2 separate regions of the Ovis aries genome follow, and region 1 is linked to region 2. A link is a contact called in public Hi-C data. All regions are on one chromosome and are shown on one strand. Each heading gives the region's core, a stretch centred on a gene start, on an enhancer-like site or on the middle of the called end of the contact. The rest is flanking DNA. Distances are from core to core; before and after follow the strand shown.

Region 1 (5,467 bases), core at 2,361-4,860, 150 kb after region 2:
CTGTCTCAGCATCTCTCAAGTGCACAGAGGTCCTCAGTCTGAACAAGAGGGCTCTGGGCGGGAGTCCCTTGGCCCGTTTCTGGAGAGTCCCCAGCTTCCCACCCACACCATCCCATAACTCCGACAAATCCAAGTGGAAGCCTGGTCTCATCCCCAGGGAGGGAAGCTGATCTTGGTGCCTGTGAGGGACAAAAGCGCCAGTGTGGGGTGGGGGTTGCTACCACCCCTTGTGCTGTCCTGCAGGCCCTCTCCTCCACAGGCATGCCCCCTGATGGGGCCAGAACACCCCCATACTTGCTGGGTAACCCTCACACCAAAGGCCACTAGGACTCAGACCTTGTGATCAGGGACCTCACAGGCCTGTGCTCTTAAGGCCCAAACAGGGGCATGGAAGGGACTGGGAGCCTCTGGGAACTTGCAGGACAGCAATATATGGGACTGTGGTGAGGATGTCCAGTGCGCCAAGCAGGGCATCAGAGGAGCCAGGGTTTCACAGAGCTCAGAGGGATGAGCACGTGAGAGGATGTGGGGATGCTGGAGGGATGCGGAGTGTCATAGCAGTCATGGGAGACCACAGAGGGATCACTGGGCGCAAAGGAGTCCCAGTTTCCCAGACACCTGGTGCTCACCTGCCTGACTTCTTGTCCAGGTGAGCACTGCGAAGTGAGTGCCCGCTCGGGCCGCTGCACCCCAGGTGTCTGCAAGAACGGGGGCACCTGTGTCAACCTGCTGGTGGGCGGCTTCAAGTGCGACTGCCCATCCGGAGACTTCGAGAAGCCCTTCTGCCAGGTGACCACACGCAGCTTCCCTGCCCGTTCCTTCATCACCTTCCGGGGCCTGCGCCAGCGCTTCCACTTCACCCTGGCCCTCTCGTGAGTGCCTGGGCACTTGGAATAGGGGCTGGGAACAGCCTGGGGGGCCTCCTATTCTGTGGACGAGGTGGGAAGTCAGGCAGTGATGCTGTGTGGCAGGGCGGGGGAGGGGGAGGGAGTTGTTGGCAGAGCCAGGCCTGTACTTTGAGTTGCCCTGTACCCTTGCCTGGCAGGCCCCTCACCCACCAGGGCCACCTACACTCCTCCCAACGCACCCTCAAGGGTGGGATCCAGGATGCCAGGGTCGTGCCGCTAGTCCTGGTTTGTGCTCATCTTCCACGCTCTAGCCATGTGGCCCACAGCCTCCACCCAGGAGTCAGCCCTCAGGAGATTTCTGAGCAGGACCAGGGCTGGTTAGGTGGCTGGGGTGCGGGCATCCAGGTGGGTGCCCCATTCCCTGCCCCCTCCCTTACTCCCACTCAGGTTTGCCACCAAGGAGCGTGATGGGCTGCTGCTGTACAACGGGCGCTTCAACGAGAAGCATGACTTCGTGGCCCTCGAGGTGATCCAGGAGCAGGTCCAGCTCACCTTCTCTGCAGGTGATCCCGCGGCCCCGCATCCTCGCCCATCTCCCGGAGTCCCTGTGCCTCCCCGCCCTTGACCCCGAGTCACACACTCTCCCAGCCAAACCTGGGCGCAGCCCAACAACGAGTGCCCTGTCCCCATTCCCAGCCCTCAGCTGGTGTCTCAGCTCACCTGGGTCCTTTCCTCAGGGGAGTCGACCACCACCGTGTCCCCCTTCGTGCCCGGAGGGGTCAGTGACGGCCAGTGGCACACGGTGCATCTGAAGTACTACAATAAGGTGGGTATGGGAGGGGTCACGGGGGGAGAGGGTCCTGTCCTGGGCTCAGATGCTCTCCCAGACCTGGGTGGCACTGCCTTGCTGGGGGCTGGTTGTGGTATGTCTGGCTGAACGGGGAGGAAGGGAGGGGTGGAACTTGCTGCTTCGCTGGGCATTCCCATCCTGCTAGGTGGTACAGACACTTCCTGTTCTGCTAGGTACAAACGCAAGTGGACATTGAGGAAGGTAAATGGTCATGTGAGCACACATCTGTGTGCATGTGTCCATGTGTATACCACACGTGTATGCGTGTATAGCAGTACACAAAGGGAGTGTGTATGTGCTGGCGTTTTCCTGCCTGCTGGCCCATGAGTGGCCCTGGCCCACTCTTTCCCCTCTCTGCCCTTGCCTGTCCACAGCCACTCTTGGGTCAGACGGGGCTCCCGCAGGGCCCATCCGAGCAGAAGGTGGCTGTGGTGACCGTGGATGGCTGTGACACAGGAGTAGCCCTGCGCTTTGGAGCGATGCTGGGCAACTACTCCTGCGCTGCCCAGGGCACTCAGGGTGGCAGCAAGAAGTAAGGAGGGGAGAGGGCTGGGGGTGCAGCGAGGTGTGGAGCCACACAGGGAGGGAGGGCTGTAAGGGGGGACTTTGGGGGCCCTGAAATGGGAACCAATTCCTTTCCCTCATCTGGCTTCCCTTTGCCCCTGCTCAGCCTTCTGCACGGGGGCTGGGTGGGGGCAGAGCCGGCAAGTCTGGGGGACTCGAGCTAGCCTTGGGCAGCAGTCTGATAGAGCAGCTCCAGGGTGGGGCTTCCCTTCCCCTGGCTGCTCAGCAGGGCCCCTAGGAGAAGGAAGAGCTGGAAGCACCCCACTTACCCTCATGTCTTGGCTGTTTCCCCGCCTCCCCCACCCCACCTGCCAGGTCTCTGGACCTGACAGGGCCCCTGCTGCTGGGCGGGGTGCCTGACCTGCCTGAGAGCTTCCCTGTCCGCACCCGGCAGTTTGTGGGCTGCATGAGGGACCTGCAGGTGGACAGCCGCCACGTCGACATGGCTGACTTCATTGCCAACAACGGCACCATGCCTGGTATGGGAGGCGGGGCAGGCTGAATGCAGAGAGGTGGGGTGTGCCTGGTGTGGGGGCCCCTGGGAGTGGGGGGCTCAGAGCCCCCTCTAGCCACTGCCACAGGTCTTCTGTCGGGAGCCTCTGCCTGAGCACCCTTCTCTCCACTCTAGGGTGCCCTGCCAAGAAGAACGTGTGTGACAGCAACACTTGCCACAATGGGGGCACCTGTGTGAACCAGTGGGATGCGTTCAGCTGCGAGTGCCCTCTGGGCTTTGGGGGCAAGAGCTGTGCCCAGGGTAGGTATAGGAGCAGCTGTCAGAGGTTGGGGCCTGGGAGCTGTCAGCAGTGCTCGGAACCCTAGCAGGGTCGGGCCAGGCCCTGGGCAGGGCCCAGCTGAGCTTGGCTGTGGGTGGAAAAGCGTGTCTGGGCAGCGCCCTGAGAGGGTTAGCACGGGAGACAAAGGGCCCAGTCACAGGCAGGCCTGGGCACAGAGTGGGGTGGACCCGGAGCAGGTAGATGCTCTGGAGGGCGGGGCAGCTGGGGAGCCTGGGCACTAGGAGGGGCAGTACCCTGCCTCCCACTGCGCTACCCCCGCTGAACATCATACCCCCTGGGGCACTCGGCCACTCCGCCCCTCAGAGTCTGCCTCTATCTGCCTGCCCAGAGATGGCCAACCCGCAGCGCTTCCTGGGCAGCAGCCTGCTGGCCTGGTATGGCCTCTCACTGCCCATCTCCCAGCCCTGGCACCTCAGCCTCATGTTTCGCACACGCCAGGCCGACGGCGTCCTGCTCCAGGCTGTCACCAGGGGGCGCAGCACCATCACTCTGCAGGTGATGCAGGGAAGGGTGGGGCCGGCGGGCCCTGGCATGGGTTATTGGTCAGAGCTGGCTGGGCGGGGTCTTTCCCAGGAGAGAAAAGGCAGCTGGGTTCCTTTGGTGGATCACTGCTGCCATCTCTCGGGCCCACAGGAAATAATGCCTTTTCCTCCCTGGCCTCAGCTGGGCAGCAGGATGGGTTTGGTGGTCCAGGAAGGACAGTGGGCTGGAAGATGAGCTGGTCAAGGCAGTCTGCTGACCCTCTTTTCTTCTGGTGCCAGCTTCGGGAGGGCCGCTTGGTGCTGAGCGTGGAGGGCACAGGGCTCCAGGCCTCGTCTCTCCAGCTGGAGCCAGGCCGGGCCAATGATGGTGACTGGCACCATGCACAGCTGGCGTTGGGAGCCAGTGGAGGCCCTGGCCACGCCATCCTGTCCTTTGACTATGGGCAGCAGTGGGCAGAGGGCAACCTGGGCCCCCGGCTGCACGGGCTACACCTGAGCAACATTACCGTCGGGGGTGTTCCAGGGCCGGCCAGTGGTGTGGCCCGAGGCTTCCGGGGCTGTTTGCAGGTAAGCCTCCTGCTCTGCTTTCTCACCGCCAACACTGAGAAGCCCATTCCACAAAGGGCCAACACCACTATCCTCTCCCTCCCAGGGTGTTCGGGTCAGTGAGACGCCTGAGGGCATCAGCAGTCTGGATCCCAGCCGTGGGGAGAGCATCAGCGTGGAGCCAGGCTGCAGCCTGCCAGACCCCTGTGACTCAAACCCATGTCCTGCCAATAGCTACTGCAGTGACGACTGGGACAGCTATTCGTGCAGCTGTGATCCAGGTAGGCCAGGGGTCCAGGGAAATGGGACAAGTCAGCAGGTGTGGAGCAGGGGCGGGGGCTCATTCTGGCTTTGCCATGTGACCTGGGGCTAGTCACCTCACCCCTCTGAGCCTCTCATCCTGCACTGCAGAGCCACAGCCAACTGGTATAGCTGCTCAGAACAGAAGGAGGTGAATGAAGGCAGCTTTGAAGAAAATGCCAGGGGAAGGTGGGGACTGAGTCTCTCTTGTCCTTCTGGTTGGTCCCAGGTTACTATGGTGACAACTGCACTAATGTGTGTGACCTGAACCCATGCGAGCATCAGTCCATGTGTACCCGAAAGCCCAGTGCTCCCCATGGCTATACCTGCGAGTGTCCCCCCAGTTACCTTGGGCCATACTGTGAAACCAGGTAATGTGGATCCGTGCAGGCAGCTGGGGCCACTGCCGATGCCCACTGTGTCCCTCAGAGCCCTGGGAGCCTGGCTGGGCCACGGCTGGGGTAGGAAGGGCCACACATGGCTACAGCGTGGCTGAAGGAGCTCATTCCTCCCTGGTCCCTTCTCTGCAGGATTGACCAACCTTGTCCCCGAGGCTGGTGGGGACACCCCACATGCGGCCCGTGCAACTGCGATGTCAGCAAAGGCTTCGATCCAGACTGCAACAAGACAAGTGGCGAGTGCCGCTGCAAGGTGACTGCCCCGACCCAAGCCTGCACAGCGCTGCCTCGGCTGCTGTTCTGTACTTCCTGGGCCCTTGGGAGGGTGGGCAGTGGAAGAAGCCTCCCCACAGAGCGCTGAGGGCTACGTGCCTTTGATCCACTGGGGCGGGCCAGTGGCTATTTGTCCTTGTGTGTCTTGGGGTGCGGAGGGGGCCAGGACTTAATCAGTGAGCTCCGGGCCAGCTGTACTGGTTGTTTGCAGCCCATTCTAATTGATTGGTGTCTCACTGGTGGGTTAAACTCCAAATCATGACCAGTTAATAAATACTTTGAATGTACCATTCTTTGGGGTCAGGGAACCTCTCTCCAGAGGGGCCAAAGTGAGAGGATCCGTGAGCACCCAGGGAAGAGAGCTTGAGCCAGCAACCCTGTGTCCCTTCTCCCTCTCAGGAGAACCACTACC
Region 2 (6,093 bases), core at 3,011-5,510:
GCTCCCAAAGGCTCTCACATTCCTTAGACTTAGAAGCTCCAGAACAAATATTTGAAGCATAAATTAATGCCTGTTTGACATCCCTTTTCAAATACGTTGTGATTCAAATGAAGCTATTGTTACAAGCTATGCCTTTGGGACTGGACTTACTCTTTGGTTAAACCAGAATGCCACAGTCATGGTCCCCAGGACTGATTAGTGTTCGCCACAGGCACTGCAACAGTCTTAACAAATGGGCCACTGTTCTTGACTGACAGGTCTTTGGCAACAACTGCCTGTCCTCCAGTGCAGGCTGAAATGAACTGACGAAGGACTGTCTGAATTGAGTCCCCAGGCAGTGGGGCTCTATTTATTCCTTGCATTTGAGCTGCAAGAGCCAGTGACCTAGACTTCAGCATGAGACTTTGGGACTTTTCAGGACAACAGAAACAGTAACTCTTGGAACATGATCGTTAAAGATCTGAATCAGTGGACAGCATCCTAATGTGAGTCAGTATGATAACAAGGGGAAGGGAACTTTGAAGTTAGACAGATTAGCTCTGTGACCTCACTCATGTGCCTTCTTTGAGCCTCAGATTTCTCACTGAATAACTATTCTGCAAAGCAGTTGTGAAGATCAAAGATAATGTTTTTTCATGTACAGTGTCTGTGCTCCACTAAAATGTGTTTATTCATCTATCTTCCCAAATATATTTTGTTTCCTGAGGGCAGAGACCCATTTTTTTTTTTGCCTCTATTCTTGTAAAATTTAGCAAAGTGCCCAACACAGAGTAGACAAGCATAATTATTTTTCAAACCAAAGAACAACAGTAATACCTAACACTTATGGGGAACATATTTCATGCCACGTATTGTTGTAAACAGTAGTTTGTTTAATCCTTCAATAACCCTAGAAAGGAGCAATCATTATAACCCAATTTTACAGAGAGAAAGCAGAATATAATTTTAAAAAATATAAAATTCTTGGTATAACTAATTTTGAAATAAAAATCTGGTGAGGCTCATTTTAGTCAATAAAAAAGATAGAACACGTTTTTGAGTATGGAAAAGAAAAAATATGGTGGAGGGAGAAGGAAGGAAGGAAATAAATGTAAGAGTGGGAAGAAAGGGTAGGAAAGAAAAACAGAGACACGTGGGAAAAAAAGACACAGTACGATGCTGTGGAATATCACTGTCCTTTGAAATAATAAGTAAACAACTAATTACCCTTCCTAGTTCTTCAACTATGATTTCTTTATCCTAAAACTTTGTTCTTAAACTCTGAGAGTGACTGGGAAAAAAGACTTATCTTTCAGAGTTGGAGTGGTGGTCCATCTAGTGAAAAATGAGATGATGTTACCTCCAAAAGAGTAGATATCATGAGCAAAAATATGACAGCAAAGAGTACATCTGAAGAACACAGAACAAGTCTTTTCACAGCTGCAGCTTGAAGTCCGCATACAGGAAGGCCTTGAATAGCAGGGTAAGGAGTTAGACACATATTCAGGAGGCAGAGGTTGCTGTTCAAGGAAACCACAGTCATGGTTTGAAGCAAGATTTTCTAGTTCTGAGTTCAGAAGACCAGCCAGAATTATTGTTCAGATCTGATACTGAGCAGTCCTTACCCTAAGCCTTAGATTCTCTAAAATAGGGGTGATAACAGTTGTGAGGATTAAATATTATGACAAGGTGTGTTTGCTTCAAAAAGTCAAAAATGTTATACAAATGTAAGTTTTCACTGTTATGAGGATTTAATTGATGCTTAAAGACTGAAATGATAACATCCACTATAGCGAAGGATGTAGAATTGAAAAGTGGGCAGTCGGAACAACATTTTGGGGGGAAGAAAAAAGAGGAGTTAACTGATTTAAAGATAATTTACAAATTCTAAAGTCAGTGATTAGGGAAAAAGGAATATTAATCATAGAAACAGGAAAGTCAGAACGGGGCAAGTTTGACTTTCAACATTTCAGATGTCAGAAGAAAATCTGCTAGAAGTGTAGGACTGGAACTTGGATAGGACATCAACTTAAGACCTCTATACAGGGAATTCCCTGGCAGTGCAGTGGTTTAGGAGTCCACGCTTTCATTGCAGAGAGCCCAGTTGTGCCAAGTGACAAAAAAAACAAAAATGAAACACAAAACAAAACTCTACATAGAGGTGATAGTTGAAGCCGTGGAACAGAATAAGTCACCAAGTAGGAATTAATAGTGAGGAAAACAGGGTGTGAGTATCTTAGGAATATCTATATTTACATGGAAAAAAGAATCTGGGTAAAGAGAAGACTCTTGAGAGTCCCTTGGACTGCAAGGAGATTCAACCAGTCCATCCTAAAGGAGCTCAGTCCTGGGTGTTCACTGGAAGGACTGATGTTGAAGCTGAAACTCCAATACTTTGGCCCCCTGATGCGAAGAACTGACTCATTTGAAAAGACCCCGGTGCTGGGAAAGATTGAGGGCAGGAGGAGAAGGGGATGACAGAAGGTGAGATGGTTGGATGGCATCACCGACTCAATGGACATGGGTTTGGGTGGACTCTGGGAGTTGGTGTTGGACAGGGAGGCCTGGCATGCTGCAGCTCATGGGGTTGCAAAGAGTCGGACACGACTGAGTGACTGAACTGAACTAAACTGAAAGAGAACAACGAAGTTGCAGGTCAAGGAGAACAGCACAATTCCATAGTATGTAACAAAGGAGAATTTTTCAAGATGAAGATGAACTATATGGTTCTGTCTAAGTTAGTGAACATGAATTTGTTTAGAATATAGAATAGTTTGGGGCTTTTATCCAGCTTTGGTGTAGGGGACTAACAGTTTTGTGGCCAGTGATGACAGTGCTGATACTGTTTTAGATAACTGTTGATGAAAAGCTCAAAGGCCAAGACAATCAGGGACTTTTCAGTTTTGTTTTGCTTTCGAGTAGTCCTTAGCAGTTCTTTGGGGCAGGGGAATTTGTCTGTGTGTATGGGCACAAAATCATTTGTTTTGCCTTATTTGTTGTGTATGTCGTCTTCATTTTTTGTTTGTTTGTTTCTGCATTTAAGCACATTTTCACAAGAAGTCTGTCCTCCAACAGGCCTTTTTTGACTTGCCCCTCTACTCCAGCTTCTAGGAGGCTTTGGTAGCTTTTCTTCGGCATAACCAAGCAGGTCGCAGCCAGCAGATGGCACTGCAGCAAGAGGGGCAGAGGGTCTCTTTAGGACTTTGACAACCGCGGACCAGCTGTAACCTTACAATTTCAACCTCGAATGATTCAGTCGCACTTTCGCCTTGACTCTAATAAAGAAGATCGAGTTGTGTGGAATTAAGGATCTCAGTGCAGAAAACGGGATCTGTAGCTCTGTCTCCTCCGTTCTGCTCCACCGTTAAACTGAAAAAGTATTTTTCGTCAAGTTGTGAAAGTGTGAGAAAGGCTGCCCCAGTATCTCCGTTTCCTGGCTAAAGTGGCCGAGGTGGCCCCACTTTATCTAAATACGGGAGGTAACGAGACCATCCTGATAGTTTAAAGAAAAATTCATACAAACCGGCAATTACCAAAATGTTTCCCGACAACGTGGAGCTTCAGCACATGAAATACGCAACTTGTTTTTGTTATAAGGTTCCTAATTTCATTTCAAAGTTCAGATGCAGCCTCATTATCCAGATTTCCATACGGAGTAAGAACGATCCGCGCAGCAAGAGCAGTCCCACAGGCTGCAGGCGTCGCCTCAGGACCCCAGTTGTCTGCGTTCTCTTACGTGGAAGCTTGAGAGACTTCTCCATTGCAGGTGGGCTGCTGCACACACACAACCAGAGCAGCTGCCACAGCGCAAAATAAAGTGCAAAACTGCAAGCCTTTACCTTTTCCGGCTCAGACGGTAAAGCGTCTGCCTACAATGCAAGAGACCCGGGTTCGATCCCTGGGTCGGGAGGATCCCCTGGAGAAGGAAATGGCAACCCACTTCAGTACTCTCGCCTGGAAAATCCCATGGACGGAGGAGCCTGGTAGGCTACAGTCCATAGGGTCGCAAAGAGTCGGACACGACTGAGCAACTTCAGTTTCTTTCACTTTACCTTTTCAAACACAACGACGGGAGCAGGTCAGATTAGCCCCAGCACTAAATCTGCAGGGGCACCCAGAAGATATTGTTTACTATGGCCACGAAGGACGCCTTCTGGACAGCTTTCTTCTCACCCACACCTTTTCCTGCGAGCTCCACCCACGCAGGTTCCCCTAGCTCGGCAATCTCCTAGCCACGCCTGATTGCGTTTGGCGCTCGTCTCCCTTCCCTTGCGCCGGCGTACTACGGCGGCTGCCCGTCGCCGCGGCCCGGATCGGGAAGTGTCAAGTGGGAGCTGGGTTCCCCTGGTCTTCGCCGCTACCGCCACTGACCGCCCCCCGGACTCCCTATCCAGGACCGGGCCCAACCGCCATGACGAACGGTGAGAACCAATGCCCAGAGCAAAGGATGGGAGTCCAGTACACTAGGGAAAACGTGGCGGGCGGAGCCGGGATTGACGTGGCCGTTCTCCCCGCCCCCTCCCATCGGAGTCCTCCCTTTGGCCTCTCCGCGTCCCAGCTCCTGTTTCCTATACTACTCCGCGAGTTCCCCCGTCGCGTGCCCATCTAGAACCCCCAATGCCTCTTGTTGCCCACACCCCGAGTCCTTGGTTCCTAGCCTGTGTTTTCCCTTCTCTCTTCTAAAAGTTCGTTTTGGCCCTTACAGGCCATTTCGCGAGGCCAGTCCTGGTTGAGCTATTGCTGTGAAGTGAAAGTCGCTCAGTCGTGTCCGATTCTTTGCAACCCCATGGAATATGCAGTCCGTGGAATTCTCCAGGCCAGAATACTGGAGTGGGTAGCCTTTCCCTTCTCCAGGGGATCTTCCCAAGCCAGGGATTGAACCCAGGTCTCCCACATTGCAGGCAGAGTCTTTACTATCTGAGCCACCGGGGAAGCCCGAGCTATTGCTGTAGCACCAGGGAAATGAGAGAATCCTCCTCACAGCCCTCTGTTTTCTCATGCTTTCGGATAGTAGGCATCTTGGGAGGACCAAGAAATCATAGAGTGTTTTTAAGGCCCACATTTTTGGGGGGTGAACGTGAATCCTAAAAAAAAAAAAAAAAAAAAGTTATTATTTTGTTAAAATGCCAGAAAACTTTCTTTTGATTCTAAAGTCTTGCCTGGGCGATCCCATCTGGAGACCGTAGCGAAAGTTGCAAGGGTTGGTTACTGCCTCTTCTAAAGTTGTGGCAGTTGCCACCCTGTTTATCTGACCTAATTTTGTAGGCCTCTTCAAACACGATTATATAGACACGATTTCCACATTCCAGCGAAGGACAGGAAACGAGGCCTTTGTGTTCTTTAGAGTCCATCTTACTGGAAAAAAGATGACAAGGCCTCTTAGACAGTATGATTAGAGGGGCATAGGAGAGTATTTCTCAAAAAGTACCTTTTCCATAAGCCTGATACTGAAGATTCAATTCACCTCGTGACTTTTGGCTTTGCAAAAACTTACAGGAGGAGATGATTAGCAGGTAAAGGTATTGTTTATTCTAAAAACTTGGTATATGTATTAATTTACTGGACCGTTGCTGTGTGACATCTAGCTGTGAGATAGTTTTACTGGAGGGAGAGAGGAAGATAGAGTGGTCCAGAACTGGGAGATGCTGGTTGTGTCAAATATTCTTTTGAAGTTTTCTGGGCAGTCAGAGGTCTAAGGTTACTAGACACAGTACAGGAAGGGTCATCACTTAGAGGAAAAAGTCATCTGAACTGAGAAATAAGGAAGCAATTGAACACATAGTAATTAATGAATAAATTTTAGTCACCCTTCCCCCTTTTGTGGTCTGATTGTTTTTTTTTTCCACTTAGATGATTCATTGTGCTTACCAGACATAGCTCAGTTTACATATGTAAGAACTAGAAGTATGTGTTCAAAGCTTTTTTCTCACACTTGTTCCACCACGATGAAGCCTCAGTTTTTTTTTGTTGTTTTTTTGCTTGTTTGTTCTCAAGAATCTGTTACTCTGGCAGAAATTTAGTATGTAAGTAGAGTATGATGCATGAAGTGTAAGATAAAATACAGGAAAATTGTAGTCATATGATTTCTAACTCTTGCAGTTTCCATTAAGCTTC

What was found. Hi-C and Micro-C count contacts between places; a contact is called where the count stands out from the background.
Region 1: a Hi-C map of hypothalamus shows a contact between it and region 2, with 4 times the contacts expected there. The contact joins the enhancer-like site here to the promoter of TMEM167B in region 2. A contact is called at or near these places in 9 of 16 Hi-C or Micro-C datasets (blood, hypothalamus, liver and 4 more).

The regions. Positions count from the first base shown.
Region 1 is chr1:86,540,556-86,546,022 of ARS-UI_Ramb_v3.0, forward strand. CELSR2 (cadherin EGF LAG seven-pass G-type receptor 2) reads left to right here. Exons shown (of 34, transcript XM_042251883.1): 3 at 650-872; 4 at 1,296-1,411; 5 at 1,586-1,674; 6 at 2,073-2,230; 7 at 2,578-2,741; 8 at 2,891-3,016; 9 at 3,385-3,551; 10 at 3,818-4,105; 11 at 4,191-4,365; 12 at 4,614-4,755; 13 at 4,915-5,035; 14 at 5,455-5,467. Among named protein-coding and RNA genes, the nearest start is that of CELSR2, 13 kb to the left of the region's middle. Within about 2 kb of position 3,611, at least 23 of the 54 cell types and tissues checked have an H3K27ac peak or open chromatin away from gene starts, as enhancers often do. A contact at or near this core is called in hypothalamus, where this site is marked.
Region 2 is chr1:86,388,242-86,394,334 of ARS-UI_Ramb_v3.0, forward strand. TMEM167B (transmembrane protein 167B) reads left to right here and starts at 4,261. Exons shown (of 3, transcript XM_004002270.5): 1 at 4,261-4,400. The coding sequence starts at 4,391.